Linked DNA regions of Mus musculus: regions 1, 2, 3, 4 and 5 are each linked to region 6. A link is a contact called in public HiCAR-type and HiChIP or PLAC-seq data. All regions are on one chromosome and are shown on one strand. Each heading gives the region's core, a stretch centred on a gene start, on an enhancer-like site or on the middle of the called end of the contact. The rest is flanking DNA. Distances are from core to core; before and after follow the strand shown.

Region 1 (3,165 bases), core at 43-2,542, 660 kb after region 6:
GTGCATCCATCCTGCAGGCGGAGGGAATTAGTGGCCCCTCGTTTAGAATTCTTCCTTTTCTTTTTGCTGATGACTGCAGCCAGCTTCCTCGATGCATCTTGGCACCTTGCACAAAGTATAAATGAGAAATGACAACACCCATATTCTAGTCTACTGATTTAACTGAAGCTCTTTGAGGAAACAGAATGGAGAGGTTCCATTGACACATTGAAGGTTTGGAAACTGTTAGTAACGGCCTTAAAAACTGCTCCGTGCTTCTCTATAATCCTTTAACAAAGAATGAGTATATTTGCTACAATTTAACATTTTTTGGCTTTTAGAAAGAAAATTGGGGTGAAGAAAACAATCAGTTTTCTTTGCATCATTGATGCATTTCACAATTCTGCATTAACTACACTTGCACTCACCTCAGTTTGTAGAGACTTCATTGCAGAGTTGCTAGGCATTTTAACCCCCAGTAATGCCCAGCATAGGACACATGCCCATAAACAGTGCATTATTATTCTAGCATGAATAGAATCTCCCAGACTAAAGAGAGGCCCATTGGACACGCAAACTGTATATGCTCCAGTACAGGGGAACGCCAGGGCCAAAAATATGGGAATGGGTGGGTAGGGAAGTGGGGGGGGGGAGGGTATGGGGGACTTTTGGGATAGCATTGGAAATGTAATTGAGGAAAATATGTAATAAAAAATATTAAAAAAAAAAGAATCTCCCAGACTATGGTTCAGCCCCTAGCCTTTTGCACTGTCAAAAGCTGTATTTGGGACCTGGGGAGTTGTTTCAGTTACTAAGTATTTGTCACACAAGCAAGAGCACCTGCGTTCAGACTCCTGTGTAAAAAGCTGGGTGTGATAGTACACCTCACATCTCTGTAACCCCAGCACTGGGATAGGCATGTGGAAACAGGAGGATCCCTGGATCTGGCCAGCCAACTTAGTCAAATTGGGAAGAAACTTTGTCTTAAACAGAGTAGAGAGCAATTGAAGACATCCAGTGTTGATCTTTGGCCTGCACACAGCAGCATTCACATGTGCTTAGACCCACGTGCTCAAAAATACACCCTTCACACATAAATACTTATGTGTCCACCCCAAAAGCCATAGTCTACAAACATTTTCCCCTTTATGATAACAGAGTTGTACACAGAGTGTCCCCATGTGTGAACAGCACAGCTCCTTCCTTCTGCCTCTCAGCCTTCTTCCAAAAGCCACAGAGCTTCTCTGTCTGAAGCCTGGTAATTAAAAGCTCCCTTCCTGGTTAGAACAAAGCAGAGAAGCAGAAGAGGTTTTGTGTGTGTGAGCCACAGTGGGTTTGACTCTTTGATCAGGGCGCGCCTCCTTGCTCATTTCCTGAGCAGATGAGTCATGTTTCCTGGAACAGTCCTTTAGAGGAAGTGGGCTTCCACAACGTTAGCTGTCTGCTAATAGCCCTGCTTACAGTAGAGCACCTGCCACTCACAAGTGAGTTTAAGTGCATTCTATAGGCCAGACATTTAGTTTTGTCTCCATACCAGCTGGGAGAATATAGCTTTCTACTAGGATAATCCACATTCAGAATTTTGAAAAGTATAGCAATGAAGCTGATCTCTCTTACGTCATTAAGCAGTCCAAGATGCATCTTAGACAAGATGTTGACTCCAAAATTGTCTGGGTAAAATGTGATTTTTTTGTTTTGTTTTGTTTTTCCAGACAGGGTTTCTCTGTGTAGCCCTGGCTGTGTTCTGGAACTCACTCTGTAGACCATGCTGGCCTTGAACTCAGAAATCCTCCTGTCTCTGCCTCCTAAGTGCTGGGATTAAAGGTGTGTGCCACCACTTCCCGGCGATTTTTTTTAAATTATAAAAATATATGAATTCTTTATTTTTTAGGCGATCAAAATTCTTTTCAGACAGAGAGTGGTGGTACACACACACACACACACACACACACACACACACACACATCACAGCACTTTAGAGGTTGAGGCAGGAGGATCCATTTACAATCAGACTGGCTACCTAAGACCCCTGTCTTTGGGAGAAGAAAAGAAAATCGTTGCCCTTTTCTGACCATCCTCACGATGAAGAATTTTCAACTGACTAGTTTGCTATATAAAATGATGCAGAGCTGCAGCCTTCAAACAACCAGCCTTTGGTTCAAAAGAGCTCTGGTCTCTGCTCCTCATAGCCTCTCGAACTTGAAGCATAGGATTCAGATGAATAAGAACAAAACCTACCACAATTTCCCAAACTACCGTTAAGCCACTTAAAAATCCCTTTACATGCACAAAGTTTGACATTATTTCCCACAACTTTCCACCTCTCTTCCTCCCATACTTAAGCCCAAAGCAGAAAAGTCCAGAGGCATCTACTATCAATGCTTGTGAGTACACTGCACAGGGAGGACCATGGGTGCAGGCACACTGCAAAGAGAGGACCATGGGTACAGGCACACTGCACAGGGAGGACCATGGGTACAGGCACACTGCAAAGGGAGGACCATGGGTGCATGCAGACTGCACAGGGAGGATCATGCATACAGGCACACTGCACTGGTAGGAAATGCTGGTCACAAGGTTAAGTTTTAAATATCATAAATCTTAGTTAGGAATTCTGGTTTAACTTTTTAAATGGGGAAGATTTCCAATTGCAGCATTAGAGACATTATATACCCACATGCATACACACATGCATGCATACATACATGCATACATACATACATGCATACATACAAACATACATATATTAGCTTTTAAAGTTGGCTTGCAGAATAATCACTGCATTTTCATATCTATTTGATCTATATTGGGGGCCACTGTTCACAGCTCCCTTCTGCTTCCTTTTTATACATTAAAACATGTGAAAACACTTTAATTTTAGTTCTTACTTAGCAGGCTTACTCTTTCTTCTGGCAACCTGGAAGAAGAGGCAGGCAAAAGCACTCTAGGTCTCTATGGCTCAAGGTTCCATAATTTTAATTTGTTCTATGAACTAAGCTTTTCCATCTGCAGCAGATGCTCAGGCCATTGGAAGGCACAATAATATATGTTTAAAGCATTTAGTGTTTTACTATGACAGGACAATTGAAGGCTATAGCCTATGGAACTAACCATATGTATCCACAGGAGAGTGTGTTTGGCTCTCAAAGTCTTTCCCTCCTCCCTGGGGAGGGACAAGTTATTCAC
Region 2 (3,334 bases), core at 55-2,554, 550 kb before region 6:
AGAGAGAGAGAGAGAGAGAGAGAGAGAGGAAGGGAGGGGGAGAAAGGAGGAAGGGATAAAAGAGGGACAGAGAAGGGAAGGATGAATGAGAAGAGGAGGGAGATGGTGTAGAGGAAGGGAGGGAGGCAGACACAAAAACAAACTCTGTAAAATAAAATGGTCTGTTCCACTCCGTACAGCTGGTTTAATTTCAATGACCACACTTACCTGCAGATGTGCATAGTTCTCCTTAACCTCGGAAATATCAAAGAATTTCCACTGTCACTGGAAGAGACCAACACAAATGTTCTATCCTTCGATGTCAGTTAGGCTCAGCTGTTATTTCTAGTCTAGCTGGCTTTTTTTTTTTTTTAATTGCTTTTGGTTTTTTGTTTTTCATTTTTCTTTCAGTAAAGTAATTTACCCCACTTAGTTTCTGGTGTTAAAAGAAATGTTTTCTTTCTAGACAATTGGCCCTTGGAGATTTTATCTTCTTTCTCTGGGTTTGTAAGAAAACTTGGTTCATGTAATAAGAACTAATGAAAAATAGAGACCTGTTATCCATACATGTATCCCAAACCCAGCCAAAGAGCACATAGCTTGTATCGGCACAAAGACAACCTTGGTACCTACAATTATCTTAACAGTACAAGACAACAGTGCTTTGTTTGTTCAATCCCTTTTAGTACATAAGCAATCTGAACAGTACTCATTGATTTCACATTCAGTATCTACAAGTCATGGGTAGCACTTTTTGCCCTTTAATCCATTAAAATTGAAGTATTTGTTCTACTTACAAAACCAAGGCCCCAGCAGACTATAAACTATTTCTGAAGTAGCCTCACATAAAACGAGGTGTAATGTTTGCCCAGCCTCACCCAGATTCATGACCTGGATGATTCCTGGGACCACGTCAGCCACAGCCAGCCCTCCAAACAGACCAGTACAGGCTACAGATGATTCACAGTCAAGTTCATTTCTGTTTACTTAACACAGGATGGAAGCTTCCAGAATTCTAAAATTCTAAAATTCGTATGCTCCTGCGGATTCTTGGAAAGAAGGAAAGAAACAAACACTCTTCCAACTATGTCTGTCCTTCTCATTACCAACAGGGACACTAAACTGTGACACAAACTGAGAACTCAGGCAACTTCTAAAGGAAGAACTAAAGGAATGCTGGCATTGAGGAAGTCATGAAGCCAGGCTGAGGAGACTGCTCAGTGAGAGAGAATGTCCATAACTTAGGCGTGAGGGCCTGAGCATCAGCACTGTTGTTAATAGCTGGTTGTGGTTGCATACATTATGACAATGTCAACACTGTGTGGGGTAGAGATAGGAGGATTACTGAGGGGTTGCTGGCCACAAGCCTAGGTCCAGGTTTAGTGAGAGGATTAAGGTTGAGATATAGACCAGGACTCTCAACATCCTCTTTTGGCCTGGCCTTCACACACACACACACACACACACACACACACACACACACACACACACACACTACAATCATAACACCCAGTGAAACTTTAAAACAATAAGACTATTCTCTTTTCTTCCCTAAAGAGACTTCAGAGTAGAGAGTAGCTTAGTGTTTTCAAATTTTGATGTAAAGTGTGCTCGGGATCATGTGCAGGAGACACTCTGTTCCGCCAGCTGGTGGCGCTGCCTTAGGAGGTTATGCAGCCCATGGGACTGACATAGCTAGCACAGGTGACATAGCACAGGTGACATAGCACAGGTGACATAGCACAGGTGAGTCACTGAGGCTGGGCTTGATGGTGTTATCCCTTTCTGGTCTCAGGCAAAGTCCTCGAATCCTCTTATCTTCAAAGACACAAGCAGCCTCTGCCACATTCTCATGCCAGCATCCTGGACCAGCATCCCGTGAAACTGTGACCTAATCCCTTCCTCCCTCAAGTTGCTTCTGTCAGGAATTCTGTTACAACTATGAAGAGACTCATACAGTGTGTTACATACTAAAAACAACAGTATTAATTTTTCTTTATGCTCTCCTCAGCTAAACAAGTTAAACAATTGTGATACATGCTCACTAATCTGTCTTTTTGTAACAAGAGAATATGATGTCACCAATAAAGAAAATAATAATAATCTGGAGTCCGCTGCCTCAATTCAAATCCTCAATCCAATCTCCCTCCTGATGTGACTATATTACTTTATTTCCATGCTTGGGTTTCCTCATTGGTAGGATTGAGCCCTAGACACAGTAACGTTTAATAAATATCAGATGTCAGTACTTCTTCCCAAATGCTTTGTTCTTGTCAATGTTTTAATAAATGTTCAAAATAAACATTGCATTTTAAAGTCATAATAGTGAAAGTTGTCAAGAGTGTTTATTTGCATATTTCCAATTAGCATACAGGTTTTAACTCTTGTAACGCATACAACTAGGTTTTTTTGTTTTTGGTTTGTTTTGGTTTTGGTTTTGGTTTGGTTTGGGTTTTTGTTTTGTTGCTGGTTGGTTTGTTTGTTTGAGGAGGCCTATTTGTAATGTGAACCTGGTGAGATATCAAAAGGCAGAGTCATTGAGAGGTGGGTATGACCTAAATATATTGTATTCATGTGTGAAATTACCAGGGAATAAACAAGCAAACTAACAAACAAACCTAGTTATTCATTCAAAGGCCAACTAGAAATGGCAGCACTCAGTCTCGGCAGATAACTATCTCATGCTGCTTGGAGGAAACCATTTGGAACACATCTCACAATGCTGTGATTCACTTAACAGAAAAACAGGAAAATCATGCGTTCAGGATCCCGTGCCCAAAGAGCATGTGAAGGTAACACTTTATACAGAACAGAAATGAGACAAAATAAAAACACAATGCGCTTTCTCGCCAATGAACACTTTACAAAACTGCAAGTCAGGACAGGAGTTTTCCTTGAAATGTTTGATGCGGAATATTAACTGGCCTATTTCATCATAACACGCTCATAGAGAAAGAATGGAGAACCTAGAGTAACCTTTATTTCAATATCATCTCATGTGAAAGCCCACTGAGGTTGGTAATACACAGCCAACAAGCCTGTGGGCAAAGGCCCCTTCAGGACACAACACTAGGCCCAGCTCTAGCATGAAACTGACATCCTAGAGAGAAAGACTTTTCAACAGGGCTGGGCATGCGTCATCCTTAATATCCCTGAAATATCACTGACGTCAAATAGGCTCCCAAGGTCAGAAAGATGGGAGCTCAGGCATGGGGCTGAAGTTGCTGGAATTTCACCTCAAAGCCTAAAGCAGAAACTTACTTGTAGGCATTCATTTTCTTAAGAGTAAGGATTATGTTTTAAAATTAAGCTTAGTTAGAAACATACACACGATTAACCTCAGGGAAACGCCATG
Region 3 (3,406 bases), core at 764-3,263, 580 kb before region 6:
TAGCAGTATATAGCTTGTCTCTTTATTAGGACATACACACTGAAGGGAGGGACTGTTGTAATTCATTGTTGTGATGTCCAGGATCTTGAACAGTTTTGGGGTTGTAGAATTTCCCAGCAAGTATGGACAGGCCTCAAGCAGGAGCATCCATTAGCAGAGATATAAAAGAAGGTTTGGCTCGGGCTAGAAGTAGTAGTACTGATAGCCAGCCCTTCCTTGCCAAACAGAACCCCAAAATGTATTCAGGCTTCCCATCATGTTCTGTAAGAGACCCTACTTTACATGACTATATTTTTATGTCTCAGTGGAATTCCATCTCTGTGTCTTTTGTCTGGAACACAAGTCTAGCTGGATCTGTTTGAACATTGTTTGTTTTCTGACCTGGAGAATGAATCTGGACCAGTCAAGTGACCCAGCTCATATTAATGAAACACAAAGAGAACAGGTTTCTAGAAACATCCAGGCAGAGAATCTTCTTTAAGTAGACTTTAGATGTCGTTGCTGAATCTGAGAATCTGGATTCCCATCAGCCAGAGGGAGACAGAGCCAGGAGAATGACAAGGAGGGCTGCTGGATCCTTTGCTGGGAGCGTGTCTCACAGTCTGCTTCATCTCTGGACTAGCATTTCTGTCAGCTAATAAAATCCCCGTTGCTTATGCCAGCTTGAGCTGGTCTTTCTGTTCCATGCAGGCAAAAGCATTCCTACTGATATACCTTAAGCATGAACTAAGAATAAAAGTCTGGAGTGGGTTATGAGCATAGGCAGAGCATGAATTTGGGAAGGAAGGGATTTGCTTATTCAGTAAACATTTACTGAGTGATCCCAGGTGCCAGGTGCACATGCTCATGATGAAAGCACAAAAGGAGCAACATGCCACAGGCTGATCAGTAACGAGCCCTGGTCCTGACAACCATCAACTGAGGTCATGACTCTCTACTGCCTATAAGACCAAGGGATCACATAGTACCCTGAGGGATAAAAAATGAAGGAGGAGTGGGATGAGGGAGACAGAAAGAGGCAGAGAAGAGAAGCAAGGGAGGGAAAAAGGAGGGGGAGAAATGTTCCATGAAGCAACCTAATAACACAGCAAGAAACACTTAAGATAGGATAGAATCAATAGACTCTACTAAAATAATCAGAAAGACAGAATATTGGTCATTTAAATATTGTTTGAAGGATGAGTATTATAAAGCCTTTCCTAAACAATTCTAGAAGCAAAGAAGGGCACGCATATTAAAGATATTGTATTATAGTGTCCTCCTTAGAAGGCAGACCAATTTACTTTAGATACCAGGGGCAACAAATGACAGCTGGACAGCAAAGACTTGCTTTAATAAAGCAATGTCCCACAGATGCCCAAATATTTTGTTGTTCTTGTATTTGGCCTGTGCAACTACACAGCTTCGTATAGGAGGGGAAGGAAATCCTGGGACCACTTTGAAACACACAATTTACAAATGGTTGGCTACACACAATTTCTGAGTCCCTCTGTTACATCCGTACAAAAGGATGGGTTTGCTAATAGCATTCTCTTGATAGGTAATACTAAGGGTCCAATAAGATAAGGTATACAAAGTATATGCAAAAACCACTGCTGGAACTGAGTAAGGGTTAAGCTCTACCCAGATCAGCTACTAATCGGATTGTAAATAAGAGGAGATAGAAATAAGAGAGGTTTGAAAAGCCCTTGGAGAGGTACAGATTAAAATTTACTTTTAAGAATGCAGATATAATATCGTATTCACAGACACAAAGGGTAGATGCTCAGGGTAAATACAGGCTCACAGAAGTCCACAGAATAGCAGGGACTTCTGAGTTCTTTTGGATCATCAGATTAGGATGAAACTTGCCAGTCTCAGCTTTGACTGCCACACGGAGAAGGTGGGTAGCACAGCTTCTCACCAAGGGTAGGGGTCACACTAAGAAGGAGCCCCCTCTGCCCATCACAGTCCATGCAGATTCCAGTCTTGTAACACTGGCTTGAAGGACTGCTGTGTGTCCTACTGGCCAGGAGCCAGCAGCTCATAATCCACACTCTTTTGATGAGTGGAATGCAGTTATGAGGCATTCACTAAGGGCTGAGACACAGTCTGTAACCACAGAACATAGTCAATTTAGCTCTCCTCCCTGCTCCCTACCCTGAACTTGAACCAGAGATCTGGCCTTCCTGGCCCCGCTTTGTAGACTGAAGATATGAATCATCCCAGATCCTCTCTATCAGCCAGGGTGGGTCAACTTGTGCTTGTAAACTTGTCCTGGGGAGCCTTTCCTCAGTTGGAATGAGGGATGGTGCTGGGTGCTTCCGTTTGAAGCCCCAAATCTATTCTGCCCTGTTTACATTGGAACATCTTCTGTGGCATTTAAAGTCTCAAAATATGTAGTTTCATATAAACTTACTAGACGGGCTAACAACTGTTTAATGACTGCCTAAAATAACTGAAGTGAAAAAGAGCAAACTCCCAAAAGTATTCCCGAGACAGTCTTGAACTCTCCTTCAAAATAGCTGGATATTTAAAGAAATGTTTTCATTATTCTCAGCCGTTTTTTTTTTTTTTTTAATTCAAGGGGGAAAAATTAGAGACCATACACATAGCAAGAATGCACTTGAATGCATTTCTTTAAATGCTGAATAAAAGCTAACATTTTTAAACCAGACATTATTTCTGAAACAAACTTTTGACAAATTGGACATCATGACCAGCATCAAGTGATCTAAACTGCTTTTCACTCTACCAAGTAGAGCTGCTAAAACCATAATTGTGGGTGCTTCATTTGACAAAATACAAACAGCATAGAACCATCGAAGACCTGCTGAGACACTATCCACACCTGACAGACATTAGGCAAGAAATATTTCATCTGGATGCCACTAATTTTACAAAATATATTCTACCTTCCTATGGCTTGCATCACAAAGAAGAGATATGAGATAAGTCCAAATGTCCCTCTAGCAAGAGGCTCATAGGCTCCTTAAGTATGTGTAAAATTCAGTTTGGAAATTGGAAAAACTTTACAGTATCGTTAACATAACTTTTCTCAGGCATTGAAAAAAATCACAGCATCCTCCTCTAGGATTCAGGGAGTGTTGATTTATATGACCCATGGGGTCAAAACACATCATGAAAATAAAGTCCATTTTATGAGACAAGTCACAGGAATAAGTTCAATATTTTCAAGGTTGTCTTGACCAGTCTCCATTATCAAAATCTGAGGTTATAATCACCTATTGGCATGTGTGCTTGGTCACCCAAGTAAAAGAATTTGCTTACACACTTCCACATAATAAGGATAAGAATGATTTAAGGTCATGGTAAAGGTATGATGTGAGGGTCAGCGCTAACACAGTTCCAGATAGTCAGTGGGCAGCATGAAGCTGTTAAAATATTTAGAGAAGTCAGGCTGGTG
Region 4 (3,452 bases), core at 926-3,425, 530 kb before region 6:
ATAGACTTCCATTTCCTTCTTCCCTCAATATTCAAGCCCTTCATCTCTGCACAGCTGAGAGGCCTCTCCGTGCATCTTTTACCCTAGTCTCAGCTGGCAAGCAAGTATCAAGATAAAATCAGGAGCCTAAAACAAACGTGAGCCCTGTTGGGTTCAAATTCCGCTCCTCTGGCAGAACCTGGCCTGGCCGAGAGGGCTCTCCTTAATTACAGGTCTCCACTGGGCTTGGGAGCCAAACTCAGGCTGGCTGAAGCCTACCTGTTTTACCACCACAAAAGAAATGGACTTCTGATTTGTAAGCCCAAGTAGACTATACTTCTCCCCCATTGCTAATCAATGTAAATTGTGCATTCTAAGTTAGAACTGGCAGTTTCCAGTGGTCAATGAAAGTTCAATAAAGAGTCGACAAGAAGGCTTCAGCAGGTAACATCACTAGCTAGGAAGCCTGAAGATCTGAATTCAGTTCCTGAAATCCACATATCTAAAGAGAATCCCTTGGCCTTCTGCAACTTACCCTCTGAACTGGTACCCACAAGCTTTCAGCTTGCACACACATTAGCACACATGTAAATCAGTAGCAGCATGCAAACGTGCACACACACACACACACACACACACACACACACAATGGGTGGGGGGCTCAGCAGAGCTTGAATTATACTACATGGGGTTACCATCGGCACAGTACAGAAATGCTGCTGTCTGTTGCTGTCTACCAGAGCGGCAGCAACATATTTGTGACCTTTTTCGGACCGCCTCACTCCCACCCCTCTACTGCACAGTAAGACCTCGTCCCAGTGTATTTTATGTTATGTATTATTATTCATACAAATATCACAATTTACCATCTGGCAAATATGGACTTGACATGAGCAAGCCAAAGCCATTAAGCAGAGGAGAAATATTCTTCCTGGATTCACCCTAACCTCTTCCCAGCACTCTCCAAGTAGTTCAAGTGTCAGGTTTGAAGGCTTTACCCCAAGAATAAAAGTTGAGGAACTCCTTTCCGCCCAGATCTGGGGGTGTCTGGAATCCCAACTGTACCTGCCAAGGCTTTACGTAAAAGCCACCTTATCACACTCCACGCCTACAACCGACATCTCCTATTTCACAATGAGCAGCAGGACAGAATTTTTCCAGAAACCGCTAATACTCATCAGAGAAAGGAACCCAGGAGCCGCTAGAATGGCATGCCATTTCGGGGTAAACAGAAACAAAAACTTTCTCACCCACAACACTCTGCTCTCTTCTTCCAGCAAAGAAACAAGGGTCCAGGCAAACCCTGGAAAGAGGACAGCTAGCTGAACTGTCTGGGTGGCACAGCGCCCCAGGTGCTGAGGGGGGTTGGGGCTGCTCTCCGGGGAGAAGGCAAGGGGATCCACGCCCACCTTGACCCCTGCATAACACCTCACCTCCCTGCCTAGCTCCCAATAGAGACCACCAGAGGCAGCGGCGGAAACAGCGATGCAGGATGCGGATCCCTTTCCCGCCCGCCCGGACTCACGATCTTGAGCCGGTCCAGTCCACTCGCCTGGTCCATGGCTCTCCATGTGCTTCTCCAGGGCAGGGGCGCGGACAGCCAAGCGGCGTGGCCCGGGAAAAGCCGGGGAGGAGCGGCAGGTCGTCCTCGCCCCTTCCCACTGGCTTTTCAGAAAGCAAAGGGGGCAAAATCAAAAGAAAACAAAACAAAAAAACCCAACCAAACAAACAAACAAAAAAATGGAAGCCGGAGCAGAGCCCGTGGAAGGCGCGCAGGGGCAGGGTCCCCCAGCAGCACCGGGATGGGCGGGAGGAGGTGGCGAAGGAGACCGGAGCAGGAGGGGGAGGCGCGGTTCGCGATGAGGGAGAGGAGGCAGCGGGAGGGACTGAGGTCGGGGCTCTGAGGCTCACAAAGCCAGCAGAAGGCGCGGCGCAGTGGCTACCTGTGCTCCGAGCGCCCCCGCGGGAGCCGCGCTCTCCAGCAGCTCCATCTGGCTCTCCTGCGCCACCGCCGCTACGGGAGGCGACTTGGACGTGTCGCTTTGGACCATCGGCAAAAAGTCGACTCCAAGGCTGCGGGTCCCCTCCTCCACGACCCGGGTCCCCCGCTCCTCTTCGCCCCAGGATCGGAGGCTCTCAGTGCGCGCGACGCCGCTGAAGCATGTTGCAAAGCCTAGACTAGGCGGTGGCGCAGGCACGAGGCTGGGTGGCCGGGGCGAGGGGCGCCAGTTCTTTGGAGCTTCTGGGCCCGCGAGCGGCGGAGGCTGGGACTGCTGGGCGGGCTGGCTCCAGGGAAGGTCCCCGCCAGGAGGAGGGCGCTCCGGGAGCACGAGCCAGGGGGGAGGCGCGTCGGAAAGCGAGAGTGACAAACCACCGCCACTCCGAAAAGTTCTTCGCGGGAGGCGCGGGCCGCGTGGGCTCCGACTCAGCTGCGGCCCGTCGCCGTGGCACTCGCGCTGGAAAGTTTTCGAAGCCACGAAAGCCAGCCAGTCGCAGCTCCCTAGGGAGGTAACTGGCCCAGCTGCTCAGTTCACCTCCTCTTCCTGGAGTCCAGAGGAGGAAAAAGATCCACAGGGTTAGACCCTAAACTGAAACTCTCCATGATTCGAAAAAGGCTACAGACAGACCCCGAACTTCTGCAAAAGCATGAGTGAAAGCACTCGAGGAGTCAGAAAACAAGTGCCAGTGATGAACTAAGACTTCCTCCCACATGGTCCTGACCTGACAATTGGTTCTACTACACCTGTGCCCTAGCTTTTTGGTTTGTGATGGCCTGTTTTGTTTTTGTTGTCTTTGCTAGGAGCTTGTCTTTGCTAGCAGACTATATCGTTCCCGCCCCCAGCGCACCCCCTCCCCGCAGTTGAGAAGTCTTAGTGTAACCGTTGAGACAAAAATAAGCAGGTTTTTAAGGACCCCGAAATTCTTGGTAAGAGGGTAAAACCGGAATAATGGTTCGCTTGTAGTTGGATGGGTGGAGAGGTAGGGAGGAGATGGAGGAGGGGAACCATGATCAGAGTACATTGTGTGAGCTTTCAATTAAAAACAAAGAAACTAAAAGGAGGGGAGGGGAAGAGGGGCACGGGGAGGAGGGGGACGATGAGAAGGAGAAGAAGGAGTGGGGAGGAGGAAGAGGAGGGAGAGGAGGAGGAGGAGGAGGAGGAGGAGGAGGAGGAGGAGGAGGAGGAGAAGGAATTATTTTCCGTTCTAGTATTGCTCATAAGACGCTGCTTTGCTTTGACAACCTTTCTTGCACTGAAAAAAAAATCTACATACAAATTTTCTAGGTAGCACTCACCGAGCAGAAACAAAGTATAACAGTTGTGCAAGCTGAAATACACACAGAGACCTTTTACTAAGGTAAACTTTGTATACTGTGTTTGACTATGATGATGAAATACAGTACCGTGTTCTTCTTAAACTGAGCTGTTTTCATTAAGCAGATGTCTACCATACACTGGATTGAGCCAGAATTT
Region 5 (3,655 bases), core at 986-3,485, 640 kb before region 6:
CCCCTTTCTCTGATGAAGTTAGGAGAAAGATCATTAAATGAGAGCAGAGAGAGGAGGAAAGTGTTGGGCACTGGACATCAAGGAGGGTGTGGAAAGGGATTCTCAGGAATGGTATTGTAGATGGGCCAGGTAAACAGAAAAGAGAAAACAGGGGATGGTATCGAGTATAGTGTCAAATACGTGTTTCTACCTGCATAAAAGTTTCCCATGCTGATGTTTCTAACATGACCCCTTATGCTCATCTGCTGGAGTTCAAGGGTCAAGTCAATGAGCATCAGATTCAACCTGGCTTGGTGTTTCTCAGGAACGTGAGCCAGAGGGGGAGGGGAGCAGAGAGCTGAATGTTGAATGTGCCAAGGGGCCCAAGTAAGCAGAAAACTAATGATCTGTTAATAGTGAGGGGGGTGAGAAACTGTGAAAGAAAAAAAACATACCAGATCACAGAAAAGAAGAATTCTTACAGCAATAGCAGACATGTCAGATTAGATCAGTCTCTTCTGACGTAGCTTCCAGAGAAGTCACCTCCTGGTGATATTGTACTAGTGTGTCAATGTGTCAACTAGTGGAAACACAATGCCCAAGAGAAGCAACTGCAGGGAGGGAGGATGTCCATACGTGGTTGATCTGGTTGTGTTTGAGGCCTGTGGTGAGGCAGAAATCATATAGTGGAAGAGCATGTTGGGAAAAGGATGTGTGCTTTATAGTGTACAGGAATGAAAATGAGCAAGATAGAGCATCAGGGGAGGGAGGGAGAGAGAGAGAGAGAGAGAGAGGAGAGAGAGAGAGAGAGAGAGAGAGAGAGAGAGAGAGAGAGACTGACTCAATTTCTAGAGCTAGATGAAATGCTCTACAACCCCGACCACCTTCCTCTAGTCCCTTCAGCAGTGAAACCATCAGAGGTTAATCTATTGAAAGTCATTGTGACCCAATACCCTCTGGACATTACTGCTCAGGACTAAGTTGCCAATACATGTTTCTCTGGGGACATTTCCCATCGAAACTATGTTAACTAGCAGTGGAACTCACTGTTATGATGAAATGGGTAAGAAACCCTCATTTCCTGCTGTCTGCTGTAGCCATGTGAACATATAATGAAGAAGTTAACTGAAATAGGAAAACATTTCTCCAATGAGGAGCGGACATGGAAGACTCCACTGGGAGTCATCTGATTAGGTATAAAGAACTTCAAATCTAGTATACTTGCCCAATTATTTTATACTCAGATCACAGAAGCCTTTTATTATTCTCATTTAAGAAGCAGACAGTCACCAAGACAACATAATTAAACTATGAATCTTCATTCTTTGAAAGATCCCACTCATTATGCTTGATATAAACACCTTCACCCCCTCATAAATAGCATCGCATGCAGGTTTTAATGTCAACTTAGTTGACTTTGGAGCAGCAGAAATTTTTACTGAATTTCAAAGCCTAAGCTAATAAGTCTTCGCAGAGTGGGGCTAGAGTCCAGGGTGTCATTAGATAACACTCCATCGCTGAGCTCTATCCCCTGCCCCCAAACTGATTTACAGTTCCATGTTACCTCTCTGATTTGATCAATGCAATGATCTCAGTACATATGCCAAGCTCACATGCTGAAATCTGACCAACATAGTCTTAAAAAGTATGACCTATGTCGTGCTGAGGTCATCAGGGCTGGCTCTTCAAGAGTTGAACTAGTGTGTTTATATGAGGACCCTCCATGTCCCGTGCATGGTAGGAGGTCACAGCAATATGCCACCTGAGAACCAGGAACTGGGTCCTAGGCAGATGCCAGATCTGCTTTGAACTCGCACTTTCTTCCCAGGTTTCATATTTGAAAGAAACATCAACTATTTATAAGTCCCATTATGAATGACATTTAAGCATTTCAACCTGGATGAGAATAAATTTATGTTGGCATGATCAGTGAACATGCCTAAAATTCCAGTATGAACTTTCTTGAAGGGTACCATGGAGGGATTCATAATTTGTAACACATAACAGTTTACATCCAACCATTCATGCCCAACTGGAGCCATTCTAAGGAAAACTGGGACAGGTAATTTACTGCCCAGTCTGAAAACCTTGACTACTCCAGCCTTTGGCAGTATTTGGATTTACATGGGACCCTGCTCATGCACTTGGTTGTTCCTTTTCTGGGAGGACAGAAAGAACATGGTGTGAGAATGAGGATGGGGGCTCAAAAGGAATAGAAGGCTGAGTCACAGAAAGAGATATGACCACAAGGTGGCAGTAGCATACAGCTCAGGTGCTTCCCCAGCAGATTTCTGTTTATAGGCTCCTCATAGGCTGAGAGAATATCCAGGGGAGAAGGAAATTGAATGGGCTCCCAAAGGTGTCACTCAGCTAGTATGGAGAGTGTCTGGACCTGGCAACCACAGGTCTACACCTCATCCCTGAGTAGGACATTGGATGGAGGGAATCCTCAAAGCCCAATAGCCAAAAGCCTACTTGTGTGGGCCACGTTTAATATGATGACTGTGTTAAAGGAGCGGGGAGTGGTGGTACACACAGGAAGCAGAAGCATGTGGATCAGATTTGCAGACCATTCATAGCTACAAGCTTGATGTCAGCCCGGACCAAAGGAGACCCTGTGTAACACTGTAGTCACGAGTAGTGAATGAAATTCTCAGGAGATAAAGACAGACAGGCAGGCAGACAGACAGACACCCAGGAGGTAGGGAGACAGGAAGGAAGGAGGGAATAGAGGAAGGAAGAATAAAAGTGTAAAAATGGGGTCTGATTCCACACGGATTTTTGAGCTAATGGGATTTCACTTAAAAAAAGAAATGGAATTAGAGATGAATACCTAGTCCATCTTTTATTACTTAAATAATGAAATAAATAGAAAAATCTTTATGTAACCACATCCCTCATATATTTTTTAAACAAATAAGAAACAGAACAGGCCTCATTCACCCTTAGCATGGTCCTAGCGCTCTGGAGGCTGAAACAAGAGGATGCTGGACTCCAGGCCACTCTGGGCTATGGAACAATATCTTGTCTCAATATGAGGAAACAGGAGAAATAGAAAAATAAAGATTCTCTGGCTCCTTCTTGCAGAAATTTGAGGTTCTCCGAGATCTCTATTAAGAATGGTGGTTTCTCCATGGCAAGCACTTTTTAGTGTTTCTTTTACTTTGTACATCAATTCTTGAAGGTAGTATCTTTGTGCCCCTTTATCAGAGGGGCAAATAGCACTGAGTCTAACTAATATGCACACAGCCAGAGGAGAAGAGTCAGACTTCAATCCTAGGCAGTGCAAAGAGAACTGCAGTGTTAAATCCTGCTGCAGACTGCATCTTAAGTAACCCTGAACATGTCCCTTAAATGTCCCAGTGCTAAAGGCTTCAACAATGTGATGGGACTGTTTGAAAGCGGTAGAACCTTTAAGAGGAGGGGCCTAATAAAAGGCATTTAGGTCACTGGAGGTGTATTTAAAAGGGTTCTTGTGGTCTTACCCCTTTCATTCTGTAGTAAAAAGTATTTAAAAAATCCCATCGAGGGTTTTCTTCCCTGCCTTAGACTATATATGTTCCCAGATGAAAGACATCCAGACTTGTATTTTTAAATATGTCTTAGACAACACAATAGCTGGGCAACTATCTACTACCCATGCTGTTAGAATCTATTTCTCTATTGATATCATCGA
Region 6 (3,557 bases), core at 894-3,393:
TCTTTTAAAGTCATGACTGGCTGTGAGATGTTACTGGCATCCACTGAGTGAAGAGCAAATACAAAGTTAACAGCCTTCATGTATAGAGCATAACCTCCTTAAGGATTTTATCTATTCCAAACTGTCAGTAACACTGCTACTTATAAACTCCAGGTTGCAGGAATCAGCAAATAATTCAGGTACAACAAGTCAGACTCTAAGTTGACCTTAAAGCATGAGGACATATGTGTGGAAAGACACATGAAATAACAGAAACAAAAGTATAAAGGCAAGAAGGGGCCTGTGTTTGGACTGGGCGGTGTAGGTAGCAAGAACAGGTTTAACATCAAGAAATCCATCTGAATCCACTGCAAATGTGAGTTCAAAAAAAAAAAACAGAAAGAATACATATTAGGCCCTGGGTTCCATTTCCAATACCACAAAAAGGAACAAGCCAGGAGAATATAAGTGTGACTGATTAGCAGAAAGCAAGATCATATAGGATCACTATAGGTGCCAGGAACAGAGGCAGCAAATATTGTTTTATTATAAGCATTTGTCCTAAAGACTGATGTAACAAATTGTAAAACAGCCAAAGAGCCGCAATGAGATGGTCTTCATGGTTGCATTTCTTGTCAATGAACACTGTGTTCAGTAAGTACTGGTGCTAAGCACTTATTAAACACAATTTCCCAATTCATTACTTATTTAGCACTATTGATGATTTCTAAAGTTCCATCCACAGCTCAGATTCAGGACATTCAACTGAATCACTATGAACCAGGCAGGAAGCGGCAGTAATAGTACATTTTCTCCAGTTGGCAAAATGTAAAATTCACCTCTAATAAACAAAATTCATAAAGTAACTCTCACAAGTTATCCTTACATTCTTTTACTACAGTTATGCTTAAATTCAGCCTGTGGGACTGGATGGTATTGGTTCGCTTTCATTCCACACTATGCTGCCAGTGTAGTTCAATGTAATGCATTCAAAAACATCCCAAAATTCTTTCAAGAAATTCAAATCAGGTCTGAAAAATAGATAGCTAACCTGTTAAATTGGTATGCTTGGTACCTAATACCAATGATTCAGACAACAAAAAATTTAGCATTTCAGACCCCATCCTAGAATCAAAATCCTCTTCCACACTTCCCCAAAGGCAGAGGCCCAGCCTGAAAAAGGCATCCCAAAGGCTCATGTCTGCGTTTTCAGTTGTTGCCAAGTAATCCATCTCCATCTCTTCCAACATTTCAACCTACCAGTACGTAACCAGACCTCTCTCCTCCAGGGACCGTTATAGGGCTATTTAAAAAACCCTTTAAGTAACCTTACCTAAAACATTCTGCCAGTTCCATTGGGCCAGGCAAATACTTTGGCGATAGAGCATATAATCAATCTGCTTAAGCCAAGATACGTCTGTCCTTCGCTCTTCTCCCAGAAGCCATGCCCCAGCGGCAGATGGCTTCGTCGTCTGTTCCTCCCGAGGCAACCCTTTACCCCGAATCCCTTAAGCGATTCCTTCAAAGCTCCCCCTCCCCAAGTCCCTTACCAAGGCCCATTAGAGAGGTTCTAAGTCCCATTTCTTCCAAAGAGGATGCGCCAAGCGCTCAACCCTCTCCCAACTCTGAACGAAGGGGCCCCGGGAGAGAAGAACGTGGGCTCGGCCTCGGGAATCCAGAATGAACGAACGCAGTGGGACGGGAGTCGGCGCGGGCTCGCAGTCTCGGGGGGCACCCACGGGGGGCGGTGAAAACACTTACCAACATCCTGGTCGAAGGGGTTGGTGGCAAAGAGAGGCATGTCCGCTGCGTGCCGAGGTGTCCCCGGGGACTGCCCCTCGACCCCGCGGCACTCTAGGGGTGACGGAGAAAGGAGGCCCCTCAGGTACAAACACAGCAAGGGCGCCTGCCTGCCAGTGCAGGGTCCCTCTCAGCCCCTCCTCTCACCCACCCCAGCAACAGAGGCGGCGGCGGCGGCAACAGCCGAGAAGCGGAACAGGCCCCCGCGCGGGGCGTGTCGGGAATGTAGGCGACTTGAGCGCTGCCTGAACACTGCCCGCTCCGGGTCTGGCCAGAGCCCGCCGCCTCCGCCGAGGCCCACGCGATGAGCCGCCGCTGTCTCTTCCTCTGCTGAGTTCCCGCGTGCCCGTGGGGTTAGCGGCTAGGTTCTCGGCTTTTCCATGTCCCCGGGCGTCTCGGGAGGACGAGGTCCTTCAGGCGCACCGAGGCCGACTAAGAGCCTCTAGAGTGAATAAGAGACTGGGAGAGGGAGAGGGTTCAGTTTGGGTCCAGCCAAACCCTTAATTTTTAACTCCTTGGGTTTATTCGATGGGTTGTTGTGATGTTGCAATCCCTCTAGAAAGTCAGGCAGTCCTTTGGGTTACCCGAGGAAAATGTTGAGCGCGCTCGTCGAGGGTTCATGGAAGTTGCTGGGATTGGAGTCATGTGAGCTGGTGGAGCTGGCCTGAATCCCTTGGAGGGAGTGTCGAGGCGCACAGCCTCTCGAGAGGCTGAGGTAACGCTGGCTCATTCCCCAGCCTGAGATCAGAGGGAGCCTTCCTGGGTGTGGGCTCCGACTGACTAAACGTGCAGTCACTGAGTCCCTGAGAAGATTAGACCTTCTCAGCCTGAGATAAGCACGCACACCCAACGGCAGAAATTGAAAAAAAAAAAAAAACACACACACACACATGAAAAATGGAGCCAGACATTGATGAGGACTCTTGGCAACTTAAAATGTTGATTTGGTGATCTAATTTGTACATATGTATGTAACGCACGCCCCCTCCCCAGCTCCCAACACACACACACACATTGTCCTCTAAATCATGTGAAATCTAAAGAATCATCTCTTGGAAATATTACGTAAAGTTAGCAAGTCGGTCTTGCACATGCACTGAGATTCGGTAAAAAGTGCCCAAATAGGGACCCTTACAAAAAGGGAAGCTTATAAACATGTCAACAAGATTTGTATAACAGTACAAACAGCTTGCTTACTAAACAGTTAAAGTCGAATTTTGGAGGAAGAGGAGCAAACTAAAGCATCGGTTAACGTTTTCAGTCATTTAAAACTAAAAGAATCCAAGGGATGGGAAACAAAGTTGCCTGATGGGGTATAAATTACAGCATTCTTAAGAGAAAGGATGGGAAGTATATAGCCAGCTTTTGGAAATGTGCCTCTGGTTCCAGTTATTCTGAATTTTAAATCTTACAGTCTTTTAAAACATGAACCAAGATATTAATGGCAGCGTTGTTTACAATATCAAAGTTTTGATGACCGCTAAACTGTCCGACATTAAAGAGATTGGACAAACTCCTCTGTCTGTTTCCTCATAAATAAGAAACGGAAATGACAAACCATTGAAGATGAAATAAATTACTAGAAGCAAATCCCCTGTAATAGTGTCTAGCATATAGTAAGCACTCAAGTGGAATCAATAGTTATAATTGTACTTATTTGGCCATTGAAAGTAAGAGCATAGATGTGTATTTACATAGACATCTGAGTGGATAAGAGTTTAAAAGGCTTTAAAGACTGACTGAGGATGAGCCTCAGTGATGGGGTACTTGTTTAGAAT

What was found. HiCAR-type assays count read pairs that join an accessible place to other places. HiChIP or PLAC-seq counts read pairs in DNA pulled down with a chosen protein or histone mark.
Region 1: a FOXA1 HiChIP or PLAC-seq map of pancreatic cancer cells shows a contact between it and region 6. The contact joins the enhancer-like site here to the promoter of Stamos in region 6. A contact is called at or near these places in 2 of 39 promoter capture datasets (the HPC-7 cell line and pre-B cells), 3 of 484 Hi-C or Micro-C datasets (CD4 T cells and cortical neurons), 1 of 115 datasets of contacts at active chromatin or transcription factors (pancreatic cancer cells) and 1 of 9 other capture datasets (macrophages).
Region 2: a contact with region 6 is called in an HNF4G HiChIP or PLAC-seq map of pancreatic cancer cells. The contact joins the enhancer-like site here to the promoter of Stamos in region 6. A contact is called at or near these places in 5 of 39 promoter capture datasets (the C10 cell line, cranial neural crest, hippocampal neurons and 1 more), 1 of 484 Hi-C or Micro-C datasets (bone marrow-derived macrophages), 1 of 115 datasets of contacts at active chromatin or transcription factors (pancreatic cancer cells) and 1 of 9 other capture datasets (liver).
Region 3: a FOXA1 HiChIP or PLAC-seq map of pancreatic cancer cells shows a contact between it and region 6. The contact joins the enhancer-like site here to the promoter of Stamos in region 6. A contact is called at or near these places in 3 of 39 promoter capture datasets (the C10 cell line, cranial neural crest and frontonasal cranial neural crest), 2 of 115 datasets of contacts at active chromatin or transcription factors (bone marrow-derived macrophages and pancreatic cancer cells) and 1 of 9 other capture datasets (macrophages).
Region 4: a HiCAR-type map of astrocytes shows a contact between it and region 6, with 2.1 times the contacts expected there. The contact joins the promoter of Cacnb2 here to the promoter of Stamos in region 6. A contact is called at or near these places in 3 of 39 promoter capture datasets (the C10 cell line, cranial neural crest and hippocampal neurons), 4 of 484 Hi-C or Micro-C datasets (bone marrow-derived macrophages, cardiomyocytes, embryonic stem cells and 1 more) and 5 of 115 datasets of contacts at active chromatin or transcription factors (astrocytes, cardiomyocytes, embryonic forebrain and 2 more).
Region 5: an H3K27ac HiChIP or PLAC-seq map of epiblast stem cells shows a contact between it and region 6, with 11 times the contacts expected there. The contact joins the enhancer-like site here to the promoter of Stamos in region 6. A contact is called at or near these places in 6 of 39 promoter capture datasets (cranial neural crest, embryonic stem cells, frontonasal cranial neural crest and 3 more), 1 of 484 Hi-C or Micro-C datasets (cerebral cortex), 6 of 115 datasets of contacts at active chromatin or transcription factors (astrocytes, bone marrow-derived macrophages, cardiomyocytes and 3 more) and 1 of 9 other capture datasets (macrophages).

What each region holds. Positions count from the first base shown.
Region 1 is chr2:13,411,883-13,415,047 of GRCm38.p6, reverse strand. The region is part of intron 27 of Cubn (cubilin (intrinsic factor-cobalamin receptor)); the gene reads left to right. Among named protein-coding and RNA genes, the nearest start is that of Cubn, 78 kb to the left of the region's middle. Within about 2 kb of position 1,292, at least 226 of the 459 cell types and tissues checked have an H3K27ac peak or open chromatin away from gene starts, as enhancers often do. A contact at or near this core is called in the HPC-7 cell line, macrophages, pancreatic cancer cells and 1 more, where this site is marked.
Region 2 is chr2:14,618,656-14,621,989 of GRCm38.p6, reverse strand. All of the region lies in intron 2 of Cacnb2 (calcium channel, voltage-dependent, beta 2 subunit), which reads right to left. Among named protein-coding and RNA genes, the nearest start is that of Gm32741, 16 kb to the right of the region's middle. Within about 2 kb of position 1,304, at least 31 of the 459 cell types and tissues checked have an H3K27ac peak or open chromatin away from gene starts, as enhancers often do. A contact at or near this core is called in pancreatic cancer cells, where this site is marked.
Region 3 is chr2:14,650,133-14,653,538 of GRCm38.p6, reverse strand. The region is part of intron 2 of Cacnb2 (calcium channel, voltage-dependent, beta 2 subunit); the gene reads right to left. Among named protein-coding and RNA genes, the nearest start is that of Gm32741, 47 kb to the right of the region's middle. Within about 2 kb of position 2,013, at least 22 of the 459 cell types and tissues checked have an H3K27ac peak or open chromatin away from gene starts, as enhancers often do. A contact at or near this core is called in pancreatic cancer cells, where this site is marked.
Region 4 is chr2:14,603,029-14,606,480 of GRCm38.p6, reverse strand. It overlaps Cacnb2 (calcium channel, voltage-dependent, beta 2 subunit), which reads right to left and starts at 2,175. Exons shown (of 14, transcript NM_023116.4): 1 at 1,923-2,175. The coding sequence starts at 2,030. Gm32741 (a long non-coding RNA gene) reads left to right here and starts at 1,896. Exons shown (of 4, transcript XR_374017.4): 1 at 1,896-2,905; 2 at 3,264-3,336.
Region 5 is chr2:14,710,606-14,714,260 of GRCm38.p6, reverse strand. The region is part of intron 2 of Cacnb2 (calcium channel, voltage-dependent, beta 2 subunit); the gene reads right to left. Among named protein-coding and RNA genes, the nearest start is that of Gm13269, 55 kb to the left of the region's middle. Within about 2 kb of position 2,235, at least 3 of the 459 cell types and tissues checked have an H3K27ac peak or open chromatin away from gene starts, as enhancers often do. A contact at or near this core is called in epiblast stem cells, where this site is marked.
Region 6 is chr2:14,072,520-14,076,076 of GRCm38.p6, reverse strand. Stamos (signal transducing adaptor molecule (SH3 domain and ITAM motif) 1, opposite strand) reads left to right here and starts at 2,143. Exons shown (of 2, transcript NR_038162.1): 1 at 2,143-2,494. It overlaps Stam (signal transducing adaptor molecule (SH3 domain and ITAM motif) 1), which reads right to left and starts at 1,977. Exons shown (of 14, transcript NM_011484.3): 1 at 1,741-1,977. The coding sequence starts at 1,780.